2 separate regions of the Zea mays genome follow, and region 2 is linked to region 1. A link is a contact called in public Hi-C data. All regions are on one chromosome and are shown on one strand. The core of a region is the stretch at or near the end of the contact, and the rest is flanking DNA. Distances in the headings are between cores, read along the strand shown.

Region 1 (3,177 bases), core at 388-2,887:
CCCAACCACCACCACTCCAAGCATCCAAGTTTTCCAAGGTTCTCATTCAATACAAGAGCTAGTGCATTCACTTCTAAACACAAATCAAAAGAATCAAAGTCTCTCCAAGTGCCAAATCCACTCCAACCACTTAGCAACTTCAGAGAGAGAGTTTGTTCGTGTTCTTTGTGCTCTTGTTGCTTGGATCGCTTCCTTCCTTCCTCATTCTTGTTCCCAAGTGAATTGTAATCAAAGCAAGAGACACCAAGTGTGTGGTGGTCCTTGTGGGGGTCTAAGTGACCCGTTTGATTAAGGAGAAAGCTCACTCGGTCTAAGTGACCATTTGAGAGAGGGAAATGGTTGAAAGAGACCCAGTCTTTGTGACCACCTCAACGGGGACTAGGTTCAATAGAACCGAACCTCGGTAAAATAAATCATCGTGTTCATCTGCTTTATTTCTTGGTTGATTTGTTTTCCCCTCTCTTTCGGACTCGAATTCATTTCTAACGCTAACCCTGATTTGTAGTATGTGATTAAGTTTATAATTTTCAGATTTCGCCTATTCACCCCCCTTTAGGCGACTTTCAGTATCGAAAAAGAAAATTTCTACCCCCAAATTCAGGGCGTTACAAACCTATCCTCCTTAAAAAAATCTCGTCCTCGAGATTCAAGGTTGGTCAGCAAAGAGTTTGGGGGCTTCACGCCTCCGAGGTAGCAGCGCAACGCGAGGGAGGAGGGAGGGGACGGGCCAGGATGTCACAGATGTACCACCACTTGTGCACCTCCATGGCGGCGAGGTGCTGGTCAGCGGGCCATGGTGCAAACGAGCTCGGTGCGGCGTGTGCTCTAGAACTCGTTCTCCCACAACTCGACCTCTGTGGTGGCGTCCATGTCGATTGAAGGTTGTTCAGCAGCAACAGCCTGCGAGATCCGCGCGGGTTTGGGATGGGAGGAGGTGAGGTGGCGGACCTTCCATTGACGGCGCGGGCGCACGAGGAGGAGGTGGCGGACGCAAGGCGAGGAGGATAGACATCGACGACGCGTCAGTGTGATGGCTGGGCGGGGATTGCGGTAGAGAGCGGGGATTGCGGGAGACACTGATGATGTCGGGCGGGACGGGGCGTGGCGCGTGCTTCACCAAAAGGTGGACACCCACTCTACCATCGTGTATATATATATATATATATATATATATATATATATATATATATATATATATATATATATATATATATATATATATATATATATATATATATATATATATATATATTTGATATCACGCGTAAAACAAATATATTACAAAACACAACATATATTTGTTTGGGTCTCATTGCTAAATTTTAGTCTCGATCACATCGAATAATTATATGCTAGTTAGAAATATTAAATATAATTTAATTACAAAATTAATACACGGATACAAATTTATTAAATATAACTACTTCACGATTCACCTATATGATGATTAATTAATCATTGATTAAGCTTAAAAAATGTCTCCATATTTACTCTTTATTTAGATAATTAATTTTATAATTATACTATATTTAATATTGATATTTAGTTTTTAAATATTTGTGTGACACTAACCAGTTATTCGAGCCAAACACCAGTATCTAACCCACACGGCCCACCTGCACCGAGCGGTTGCCGCCGTTAAACCCTACCGCTGCTCTCGTCACCATCTCTCCGACTCACCCCTCTGTCCTCGCAAGCCGCCGCCGGCCAAGTCCTGTCCCTCTCCCTTGTCTGGTTCGGATCGTCGTTGCTAGCCAGGTAAATCTGACTGATTCTTCTCCTTACCTGCTTCTCCCGGTGTGGATCTCGGCTCTCGACGAGTTTCAGAGGGGTTGTTCGTAACATCTGCTAAGATCCGTGGCGGCTGTTTAGGTGCTGGATCCGTAGCGGCGGCGGCGGCCATGGACAAGAGCATGCTCGGCGACCTGGACGGCCTCCCCGAGGAGGACAAGATGCGGATGGCCGCCATGATCGACCAGCTCCAGATCCGCGACAGGTTCGTGCCATACCAACGCATCCGTCTAGTCTAGTCTCGGTTGAGTTGAAACGAAACGCGCCCCTGTGTTACACGCGTGTAATAAGAGCAGGGAGCGTGAATTGGCATCTGGGGAGTGCCTTGGCGAGTTGATCGTGGTGCTCACCTACCGTAGGTTTTCAGTGAAAAGTATTGAAATTCGCAAGTGATTGGCACACTTGTACGATGCATTGCAACAGAAGCGTTTCGATAGGTATCCACTAGATCTATGCGATTTTAGCAGCTTGCACCTTGTACGTCCCAAACCGTGCGAATGAGTATATGCTCTGCCTATTTCCTTTGTCGATTGGAATGTAAGCATTGGTTTCTTAGGTAGAGGCTGTGTATGGCAAGCTGCTCAGTGATAGATAGATAGATACTTTAGTTTGTCCCAGCATTATCCGAATGAACAACCTTGGGTGGGAATGGGAAGGTTAGTCCTATGGAGGCCAACTGCTTCCATTAGATTCAGAAGCTGCCATACTGTCAGGTGAATTGGTGTCCAGAGTTTATAGACTCGAAAATTCCAATTGCTTGCTAGCCCTTTTAGTGACTCTGGTTGTAAACAAGTATCGTGTATCCATGTGAGTCGGAGTTGATAGTTCCAAGGCTTCTCTCTGTCGGTTCCGTTTTGTCAGGGATGTGTGCTTTGTGTATTATGTATGTGAAGTTCTGACACATTGGATTTGTTGGTTGGTGATTCTAGTCCCAAACCAAAAACCTTTTTATCAGTGATTCGCAACTGCTGCACCCAAAACTGCTCATTGATTGGTTTTACAGCATTTTTTAGATACCTAAAAAGTGCTGACTTTTGGTCAAGGCACAGATACTGGAGCCAGAAATGCAAGTGTTGTTATCTTGTTGCTTAAAAAGCGTGAGAAATTATTGAATGATCACGTCTCTGCTTGTATCACTGTGCGCAGCCTGAGAATGTACAATTCGCTGGTGGAGAGGTGCTTCACGGACTGCGTGGACACGTTCCGGCGCAAGAACCTGGACAAGCAAGAGGAGTCGTGCGTCCGCCGGTGCGCGGAGAAGTTCCTGAAGCACTCCATGAGGGTCGGCATGAGGTTCGCCGAGCTTAACCAGGGTGTGGCCACGCCGGACTAAGAAACACGCTGCCGCTGGCTGGCTGCTCTCGTTGCGCGCCCGCCGCCAGGTTT
Region 2 (3,177 bases), core at 482-2,981, 190 kb before region 1:
CCACAACTAGGCATCTAGGAACATCCCAAATACGTACCATCCCGTCAATACAACCACTGATGAAATAATTGTCATTGGTAGGTTTAAACTGTACACATGTCACTGCATAGTAGAAATAACAAACATGTCAGCATCGAATGGTAAAGAGCCAAACAGTGTAATCAAGCAGTAAACAGGGAAGAGAAGGTGGTTTACCATAGTTATTATGGGAGAAAACCTTCAGGCAGCTATCGCACCCAACTTTCCATAATCGAACAGTTTTGTCCTTGGACGCAGAAAGCAATTCCTGCATAAATAAAAGCGAGTAGAAGTTAGATGACCAAAACAGGCGCAGGCAACAGGTACATAGGCACACACAGTTTAACTTCAACTGACCCTATTTTTTGACCATGAAAGATCCAAGATGGCATCATGGTGCCCACGGAATTCATGCACAGGGTCCTCGGATAGCGCAAAGGTCTGGTGAGGAATCACAACACAAGCTGGATCAGTAGCCACCTTTGAGCTGTTATTGTGCTTGCCCTTACCCCCTTCGCAGGAATTGATGGGAGCCAATTCAGAATTTTCATTGACAGTGAAGAACACACATGAAGGATCATCGTCAACAAAATGACGGTCATCAGGCCTCTTGCCTTCCACCACCCGCCAAACGCGGACAACCCCATCCTCACCTCCAGTAGCCAGCAACTGGCCATCGGAGCTGAACTTCATGGTCACAATAGCACCTTCATGTGCCTTGATGACTTGGCCCTTGTACACTGCAGATAATTCCTTTGACCGCTTCTTGTAAGGTCTCACCTTGACCCTATCAACCTTCCTAGAGCAACCCCGGGAAGAAGTGGATGATGTCGAATTGACCTCATCGTCTTCCTCCTCTGCGTCGGCGTCGACAACACAGACACCGATGCCCAGCCTTCGTAGCCACCCAATCCGCCGCCGCCTCCTTCTCCTCAGCACAGTCTTCTCCGGGGTGGAGGGTTCGTCGGAATCGTCCACCCTCCTCATCAGCTCACGGATGAAAGGTGATGAGCCAAAGGCCTGCTCGAATTCTGCAGCTGTTACTGTCCGGTTGGAGAGCCTCTCCCTGAGGCTCCGGAAGCTCCCGTCCTTTCCCATCTCGTCGACCACGAACACTGTGCCATCGTCCAGGTTCTTGAACACGCACTCCGGCTCCTCTTCCGTGCCAGCGCCGTCGCCGCCGGAGGCTGTCGGCTCCCCTCCCATGCTCGCAAAGGTAGGGACGGCCGAGAACAGCTCGGTGCTGGGGCTTGCCGGTAGGATTTCTTCTCTGGCCTCAGGCCTCGAGCACGTCTCCTCGCCGGGCCGCGCGCCGTGGGGGCTCGGATCCATGAGGCCCAGGGACTTGACGAACCTCTGGCGGCGCTCGTGGACGCTGCCCGGGTCCCGGACCCAGACCTCGAGCAGCTGCTGGGCGAAGAGCCACCCGCCGTCGTCGTGGCGACCGGAACTCGACGGCGACGACGAGACGGACGCCGGCGACAGCACCTCCCTGGAGTCAAAGAACTCTTCTTGCTCCTCTCCGGCCGCCATGGACACGTATCCGCTCCGGGCTCTGGCTGGCGACGAGGGCAAGCGGATCTCGCGGGTCTTGGATCTCGGGAGAGTCGCGTGCGTGCGTGCGCCCCCCGCTCCGCTTGTGGCGCGCCCACTGCGGCTGGCGTCCTCGCCCTCTCCGTCCCTTGCCTCTCTCTGTGTGTGTGTCGTCGCCTTGGGGGTGGGGTGGGTTCTCGCAACTCGCAAGAAGGGAACCAACCAACAACAACCAAAAGCTAATGAGTGGAGAAGAGTAATAAAAAGCAGAGGACGACGAGGGGGACGGAGGAGAGAGAGAGAGGCGGGGCCGGGCGATGGCGGATGGGTGATGATGGTGGGAGTGGGATGGATGGGGGGGGACCGCGAACTCTGGGATCGGTTGGGGGCAGGAGGATTTGGAGGCTCGCCAGGGAGGGACAGGAAGGGGAGGGCAAAGCCGCGACGAGGGCCGAGGAAGACGACTGGAATTGCTCGCCCCGTCCACGGATCTCGTTTTGACATGCTCTACAGCGCAAAGGCTCGTCGGGTACACGCTACATTTTCCGTTGTTGGCAACGCTTCTGCTGACAAATTCACCTGACCCTCTCTACGGCTGTCCGGACTGGGAGCAACTATTACCATAATCATCGCGAGTTCTAGCTAGACCTTGAATGGAACCAAAATTCAGCGTTTTCTTGTATACGCGCATCATGCCAGTTTTTGACTTGCGCGCGCCACCACTTGGTTGTTTCTTTTTGCGCACCGGACAAGCCTGCGCGAATAGAGCATGCGGTGGTGACTTCTAAGATGGTGTGGACTGCTTGAAACCAGTGTTAATTAGCAATGGGGGGAAAAAACATTGGAGTTTCTGAGGTCTAATTCTCCCTCACCCTTATTGATACTGTCATAGTCATGGTTCGCCTTCCTTTTCTCGTCTGTGTCGCGGTTTGCTGTTTTCCTTTCTTTCATCTCAAACGTTCATTCCAGAAGGGGGCGTGTTCTTGATTCTTGAACAATGGAAGGATCTGCTCGCATATGTATTCTGAGCTCTGGATCTTTTTCTTCTTCTTTGATATATGATCACGCTCATAGTTGTTCTTCCCGTCACCCGTCTCTGTCATGGACGCTATTGTTGTTTGCTATAGGAGTGTCAAGGCGCAAACCAATCAAAAATAATTATTAAACCACCTTTTTATTTTGGAAGCAACGACGAACTGTGTTCCGTTTGTTTTGAGCCGGAAAAGAAAATGAACAAACTGAAGGTCCCTCAATGGTAAGCTGCTGGTCCACAAAAAGGGAAAAAAAAAGAAACAGTAGCTTTCGTTAGGGCCTGTTTGTTTACCCCCCAGATTATATAATCTGGATTAAATAATCCTAAGAGGCAAACAAACAGTCCAGCTTATTTGCCCAGATTATATAATCTAACCCCTTGGATTATGATAATCCATAAGCAAGTGAGGAGGTGCTTATTTCAGATTATTTTTTTCCCACTTCCCCACTACCCTTTCAAGTTTCTTAGAAATTACCCACCATTGCCATTATAATCCACCGAATCGTTTTTGCGCCTAGTACTAGTCAATTTGGAGATGAAGAAGGTGACATGAATGTCTTCCGTGATAATATTGATAATGCAATATTTGCCAA

The links. A called contact is a pair of places that touch in the nucleus more often than the background predicts.
Region 2: a Hi-C map of leaf shows a contact between it and region 1, with 5 times the contacts expected there. The contact joins the promoter of LOC100281552 here to the promoter of LOC100285519 in region 1. A contact is called at or near these places in 2 of 25 Hi-C or Micro-C datasets (endosperm and leaf).

What each region holds. Positions count from the first base shown.
Region 1 is chr1:3,284,093-3,287,269 of Zm-B73-REFERENCE-NAM-5.0, reverse strand. It overlaps LOC100285519, which reads left to right and starts at 1,637. Exons shown (of 3, transcript NM_001147695.1): 1 at 1,637-1,758; 2 at 1,873-1,996; 3 at 2,938-3,177. The coding sequence starts at 1,902. The coding sequence ends at 3,124.
Region 2 is chr1:3,472,656-3,475,832 of Zm-B73-REFERENCE-NAM-5.0, reverse strand. It overlaps LOC100281552, which reads right to left and starts at 1,731. Exons shown (of 7, transcript NM_001154471.1): 1 at 376-1,731; 2 at 196-286; 3 at 1-102. The coding sequence starts at 1,551.